Linked DNA regions of Mus musculus: region 1 is linked to region 2. A link is a contact called in public Hi-C data. All regions are on one chromosome and are shown on one strand. The core of a region is the stretch at or near the end of the contact, and the rest is flanking DNA. Distances in the headings are between cores, read along the strand shown.

The links. Hi-C and Micro-C count contacts between places; a contact is called where the count stands out from the background.
Region 1: a contact with region 2 is called in a Hi-C map of the N1E-115 cell line, with 3 times the contacts expected there. The contact joins two enhancer-like sites. A contact is called at or near these places in 2 of 484 Hi-C or Micro-C datasets (the N1E-115 cell line and cortical neurons).

What each region holds. Positions count from the first base shown.
Region 1 is chr10:109,135,745-109,138,905 of GRCm38.p6, forward strand. No RefSeq gene overlaps it. Among named protein-coding and RNA genes, the nearest start is that of Syt1, 130 kb to the left of the region's middle. Within about 2 kb of position 1,582, at least 52 of the 459 cell types and tissues checked have an H3K27ac peak or open chromatin away from gene starts, as enhancers often do. A contact at or near this core is called in the N1E-115 cell line, where this site is marked.
Region 2 is chr10:108,830,882-108,834,367 of GRCm38.p6, forward strand. Syt1 (synaptotagmin I) reads right to left here. Exons shown (of 11, transcript NM_009306.3): 3 at 225-290. Among named protein-coding and RNA genes, the nearest start is that of Gm5136, 130 kb to the left of the region's middle. Within about 2 kb of position 1,465, at least 14 of the 459 cell types and tissues checked have an H3K27ac peak or open chromatin away from gene starts, as enhancers often do. A contact at or near this core is called in the N1E-115 cell line, where this site is marked.

The sequences.
Region 1 (3,161 bases), core at 332-2,831, 300 kb after region 2:
ATATATTTTGAGTATTTTTCAATGAGCAATTAATATTGGTTGTATTAACCACATATGTAGCATAGGATTGCCTTGTTGGGCACCAATGGGAGGAGAGGCCCTTGGTCCTGTGAAGGCTTGATGCCCCAGTGTAGGGGAATGCCAGGGCAGGAAGGCTGGAATGGGTGAGTGGGTGGAGGAACACCTTCATAGAAGCAGGGGGAGGGGGAATGGTATGAGGGGGCTTCCAGGGGAAATCAGGAAAGGAGATAACATTTAAAATGTAAATAAATAAAATATCAATAAAAGAAAAGAAAAAATGACTTTTGTCTTATTATACTTTATTTTGTTATGTTTTGTTGTCATGTCTAATAAGCCTGTTCTTTTATAATGAGAGACAGAAAGGGAGTAGAGGTGAAGGGAGTAGAAGAAATTAGGAGGGGTAGAGGGAGGAGAAACGAATGAGCACATAGTATATGAGAAAAAAATATTTTCAATAAAAAGGGGAAGTGGATTTCCATAGCTTATATATTTCTTTCTTTTTATTAGATATTTTCTTTATATTCATTTCAAATGCTATCCTGAACGTTCCCTATACCTTCCCCCCTGCCCTGTTCCCCTACCCACCCACTCCTGCTTCTTGGCCCTGGCATTCCTCTGTACTGGGGCATATAAAGTTTGCAATAACAAGGGGCCTCTCTTCCCAGTGATGGCTGACTAGGCCATCTTCTGCTAACTATGCAGCTTTTTCATGACTGTTAATTTATTGACATTCTCTCCCTCTCTCTCTCTTCTCTCTCTCTCTCTCTCTCTTCTCTCTCTCTCTCTCTCTCTCTCTCTCTCTCCCTCTCTCGCTCTGTGTGTGTGTGTGTATGTGTGTTATATAAGAGTTGACTTACTAGTACCCTGTGGTAGCTTCCAAAGATGGGGAGGAGGGAGATTATACAATTTGCTCTTTGACACAATGAACGAGATCATTCAACAGCAAGAATATATCTGACCCAAATATTTCTCATCATCATGTAGTTCTTAATTTGATGAGGACATTTAACTGTCTACATTTTGCTTTTCAACTGCATACCTCTGTTCGAATTTCAGACTCCAGTCCAGGGAGACAGTTTGATTTGAAGAGAAGGAAGCTCTTCATAGCTATTTTATAATTCTAGCTTTAAAATAGGACACAGCTTCCTCAGCTGAGGCACTGACAGTTTCCCTGAGGTAATGTAGGAGGTAGTCTGGTGGTAGGGAGAGACTCAAAGATCTGTTGTCATTTTTATATTCTGTAGGTAAACACAGGACATTACCACCTTGTCCTGCAGCATGGGAGTAGGGTAAGAGTATATGAGGCAAGTTAGTTCAAAGCAGGTGTCCATTAAGGGGATAGATGAGCAAAGTGAAGGGATTTTTATTTTAAAAAATTAATAAATGATAAGCATCTGAAAATTTAGAAATAGGAGTAACTCTGCAGGGATAGATGTCTGAAGGTGGTGTTAAGGGAAGGAGAGAAACCTGTGTTTCAGACGTGGATGCATCCAAGTAGTCCAGAGGAGCTGACATTCTTACTTTCACTTTCAGTTGCCTAAATGGCATTGCTTAACTCAGTGTGAGATTCTGGATTCTTCCCTTTAGCTGCAATGCTGAGTGGTCATTCAATATTTGCCTCACTGCCTATGGTGCAGAACTGTTGACATCTGGATGGAATCTAAGGTAGCATTTTATATTTTTCTATGGCCTTGTTATGTTGTAAACAGAAAAGAGTCAGGAAGACAGGAGGACTTATGCAGGAACTGCTAGAATGGAACCTTCATTTTAGCAACCACACAGATCTTTCATTATAACATAAATTAAGAGCCCACAAAGCCCAGACTCAAAGTAAAGTGCATTAAAGGAAGTTGCAACTTAGAAAAATCAAAGTACCGTTTCAGCTTTTAAAACACAGTAAAAAGGGACTTTCTGAAGTTCATTTTACAAGTCTTCCTTTGTTAGATAGCTTTGCTCTCTGTAGATCTTGAGCAGCTCCCAAATATGCTTTCTTCCCTCTTCACTTTCTTGGTTCCCTGGTTACTCTGAATCCAGCTTCAGTCCCCACACAGGGACCTCTCACCCTCCCTCCCTTCCTTCCTCTCCCTCCCCTTCTCCATCTCTTCCTCCTTTATCCTTCACCCCTCCCTCTCTATCTTCCCTTCTCCATCTCTTCCTCCCTTATTCTTCCCTCCTTCCCTCCCTCCCTCCTTCCCTCTCCCTTCCATTCTCCATCTCGTCCTCCTTTATCCTTCACCCCTCCCTCCCTCCCTCCTTCCCTCCTTCCCCCTCTCCCTCCTTCCCTCTCTCTTCCCTTCTCCATCTCTCCTTCCTTTATCCTTTATCACCTCCCTCCCTCCTTCCCTTCCTCCTCCCTCTTTCTTTCCTTCTCCAACTCTTCTCTCTTCTTCCTTTATCTCTCACACTCTCTCCCTCCCTTTCTCCATCCCTACAACTTTCATCTTGCCCCTAACACCAACAGTTCCCTACATCACATTTTTCTTCTACATGACTTGACCAGTGCTTCTGACTCCTCATATAAAAGTTTCTATCATCCCCCTTTCTCACGATATTTAGAAGGTATCTATTTAAATTCTCCCAGACTGTTTGGTAGAAAACTAACAAGGGAAGTATGGCTACAGGAATTCTTGAATTTTACTTTAGAAATTGTCTATACAATTTTTGGCATAATTTTTTTCTTTGTGCTTTAGAGTTTTTTCATTTTTAACTGATAAAATAAAGCATGTGCATATTATATTTTAAAAACAATAAATTAGGAAGATTATTTATGTAAAATGTCTAGGATCTAATTCAGCCATATTATTCCTTTTTTTTTTTTTAAACAAATCACTCCATAACTCTAGTGGAACATTAATGTCTGTAGAGAGGAGCACAAGAGAAAAATCTCATCAAACATTCACTGTGTTTAATGTAGTTCATTCAATATTCCTTGCTATTTGCATCAGCAGCTATAAAAATGATGTCTAACTAATAAAAAGGCTTAAGGGGAAAGAGCAACATTTTGTGCAAATAAGTTTATTATAAACTGGAAATGAGAACGTGAAGGCATTTTGGACTGACTTCACCTCTTTACTTTGGAAAAGAAGGAAGCTAAGCAGACTGGAACCTTTGTAGAATTAAATTATTCTATTTCTGAAGGC
Region 2 (3,486 bases), core at 215-2,714:
GCACCAGAGATGTATCACACAGATTACCTGCCCATTTATCTAAGAGGATTATAGGTTAAACGGTTCCAGTGGACTCCAGTGAATCGAAATTGAGTTTCAGAAGGCACCACTTACTTGCTACTCTGTTTTCTAATCCTAAAAATTAGGAAGGTAAATATTTGTGCAAAAGATGATCTAATTGTGCAGAAGGTCTCATGTAATTATTTTGACACTAAAGCACTTACTGTTCTGCTGGGGTAGTCTGGAGTATTTGGGTTTTTTTGTTCCTTTTGGAATCTCCTTTCTTCAATCTAAAAGAAAAAGAGTACATAAAATTACTTGAGACCATCTTAAATAGGACGTTAGCTTTATTAGTATTTCTAATTTAGATTCCTGCAATATGTCCATCTAAGTATAAAACATGGCATCATCATGAATATTTTGTATGTACAATGTAGTGCAAGAGAAAATAGAACTTTAAACAATTTGAGAGTTTGACCAGTATGATGTGGATAATTTACATAGTCATTCTGTAAAACATAAGTTAGAATATTATGCTCCTCATAGAGTGTTTTAAAAATGAAAGTAAGAAAGTTTGACCTGAAATCTTACATTTTTCCCTGGAGCTAGAAATTCTACTATATATTATAACTATTTTTCTATTTTTCAGACCTTAATAGTGGATTTAGAAATCACCTAATCCTATTACAGCACATTGGCTATATCTATAAATGCACATATATCCAGATATATAAACCCGTAAAATATTAGAATAAAAGGAAGTACACATTAGTATATTAAATATACTGCACTCAATTTAGTCTCAGAGAATGAGAATTTAAAGTCCTTTCTTTCCAAGTGTCAATATCAGGACTGCCTTCATGCACTAAATAATTTAATCAAGAATTTCTGACTTGGTTTGACAAGCGAGGAGCCCATAACTGAAATGTTAATGGTACAAGGCATAAGTACATTCCACTCCAAGTTCTCATCAGTTTTAGTTCTCAGAATGTGGATGTTCAAAACCAAGAAACAACAAAACATTTAAAAATAGGTTCCCCATAAGCATCCTTGTCTGCTCAATGGAACGATGCAAATATCATGGTGACAGCCTCTCCCGCTCCTGGCTCATGGAGGTGCTGAGTGGAACAGATCTGAAGTGACAGCTGTACCTTCCGAGCCACACTCCCTGCATCTGTTTAGTCTCCGAGGGCTGCTTTCATTTCATCTCTGCTTGAAACACAACTGTTTTCTAGTAAAATTTATGAGCTACGTTGATGTTAAAAATCACTTAGATTTACCTGGCCAACTCTTAACATACGATTTCAAGCCACAGTCACTTTATGTAAAATCTCAGTAGACCGTCCTAATACCCTGCCGCATTTTATTGATGTGAAACCTAAAACAAGATTCTATGTGTATGCATGTTAAAATTGCAGTGACGCGCAGCACTTTATAAGGGACTGGAAAGTGTGATAGGAAAAAACGCACTCTGTTAAAATACAAGAGAAGATTTGACGTTACGCGCACTTAACAGTGTTACTCACAGAGGGTCATGCTTCTCTAAGGGATAGTGTGAAAGGATTAAGTAGCTTTGGTGGCTTATGCTCTCTACAGGGCTTTGGTTTCATATGCATATCTGTCACAAGGATAAATGGGCAAGCTTGCTCCACTGTAGGGGACAAAAGACTGTTTTATACATAACCCATGCTCTGAATGTGGGTGTGTACAGTATTTTTATGGTAGGCAATTTCAGTCTCTTTCATGTATAAATGCCTTCTCTTTAATCCACAGAGAAAATGAAACAAAAACAGGCTGCATTATTACTGTGGAGTGTTCACCATTTATCTGCATGTTGATAGAAGTAAGGCAGAGCAAACTACTAAATCCACTCAGCTAATTTCTTGTATTCAGGTTTGCTTGTTATATGACTTGGCTTAAAACTCAAAAAATAATGTCTGTTTTGGTATATTTATATATTTTTATAAAATATTAGATACACTCAAAGCCAATAAAACTGAGGAGGTTTTATGGCTGTTTTCATCTATGTAGGCTTGACAAAGAGGAAAGGATACTTCCCAATTGCTGTTGGTAGCTGTAGACAGAAAGCAAGCTATCCAATAACTTATAGAGCTTATGAATACGTACAAAATAAGCCAAACCATCGATGCTTTAGACACCAGGAACACTTGTTTGCCTTTTATTTAAGCAGGCAGAGAACCATCCATATTATACTGGGGATTTCAAAGCAGCAGCTCTAAAGCTTTTTAAAATATACTTATTTTCAATAATGACAACAATAAACATTTAAGTGCAAACTTTATTTTTTTACATATGTCAAGTCTTTGTTCTTATGTAGATACTTACCTAAGCATTCACTACTATAGCATCCTGTTAGATACTCATGTAGGGTCGGAGTTAGAGCACAATATACAATCTCGCATGGAGGTTATATGCAAATGCCATCCCTTTAGATCTAAGTCAAGGAACTCATAGCAGAAGCCCTAGCCCAAATCTTTACATGTCAAAACTGTAAAAATTTGATACACTCTCAGCCTTCTCTCTTGCACCACATCTGACGGAAATGCTAAAACTCATGGCTAGGACATAGTTGTAAGGCTGAGTAGTAATGCTCTTAGCACAGATTTTTTTTTTCTAATCCTAAGGGATTTGGTTAGAATTCTTCTGGTTCATGTTTGTATTCTTGGAACAACAAGCAACAAGCCGATATTGCTAGAAAACAGGACATTATCCAGGTCATTAGTGACTATGTGTATGGAAGCTTTTATATACATAAACAAACAAACAAACAAACAAACAAACAAACAAACAACACACTGCATGACCAGATTAGGTACAAGACCAAAGGCAGGGCTGTGAAGAACAACTAGCTGCCAAGGACATCATTGCTACTGCCAAAGAAGTTAAATCATGGACTGTCAATTAGGCAATGGTTGTGTGTCAGTCAGATAATGCCCATCTCTGATTATTATTCTCTGCAATGTAAGAATATACCCAGATCCCAGAAAATACACAGAAATATACAATAAACTAAGATGTTATGAAATTTTGAGTTCTCAATGCAAATTCAAGTGGTTGAAAATATAGTAGGCAAATATATATAATATATAATAGATGTAGACATTATATATTATGTGCATATCTTTCAAAAACAAAACTTAACTCTTTGTAGAATTGTTAATACCTAAAACATATTGTATATTGTTTAATTTTGTAAATAGAATTTTGATTATAATTACATATTGTAAACAATTTATAGCTACTATAAAATAGACTATATCTATGCATATTTACTTATAGGAACAGATATACATATACACATGTACAGAAAAAGAAAGCAAGAAAACAATAGTGTAAGACAGTAGTGCAAGCATTTGGGGAGTCCAAACAAGGGCACATGTGGACTTGAATTGTTCTTGTTTTTGTTGAGTCTAGAATTATAGAGAACCAAACATGATCAATAATAGAATATAAAACTACCTTCAA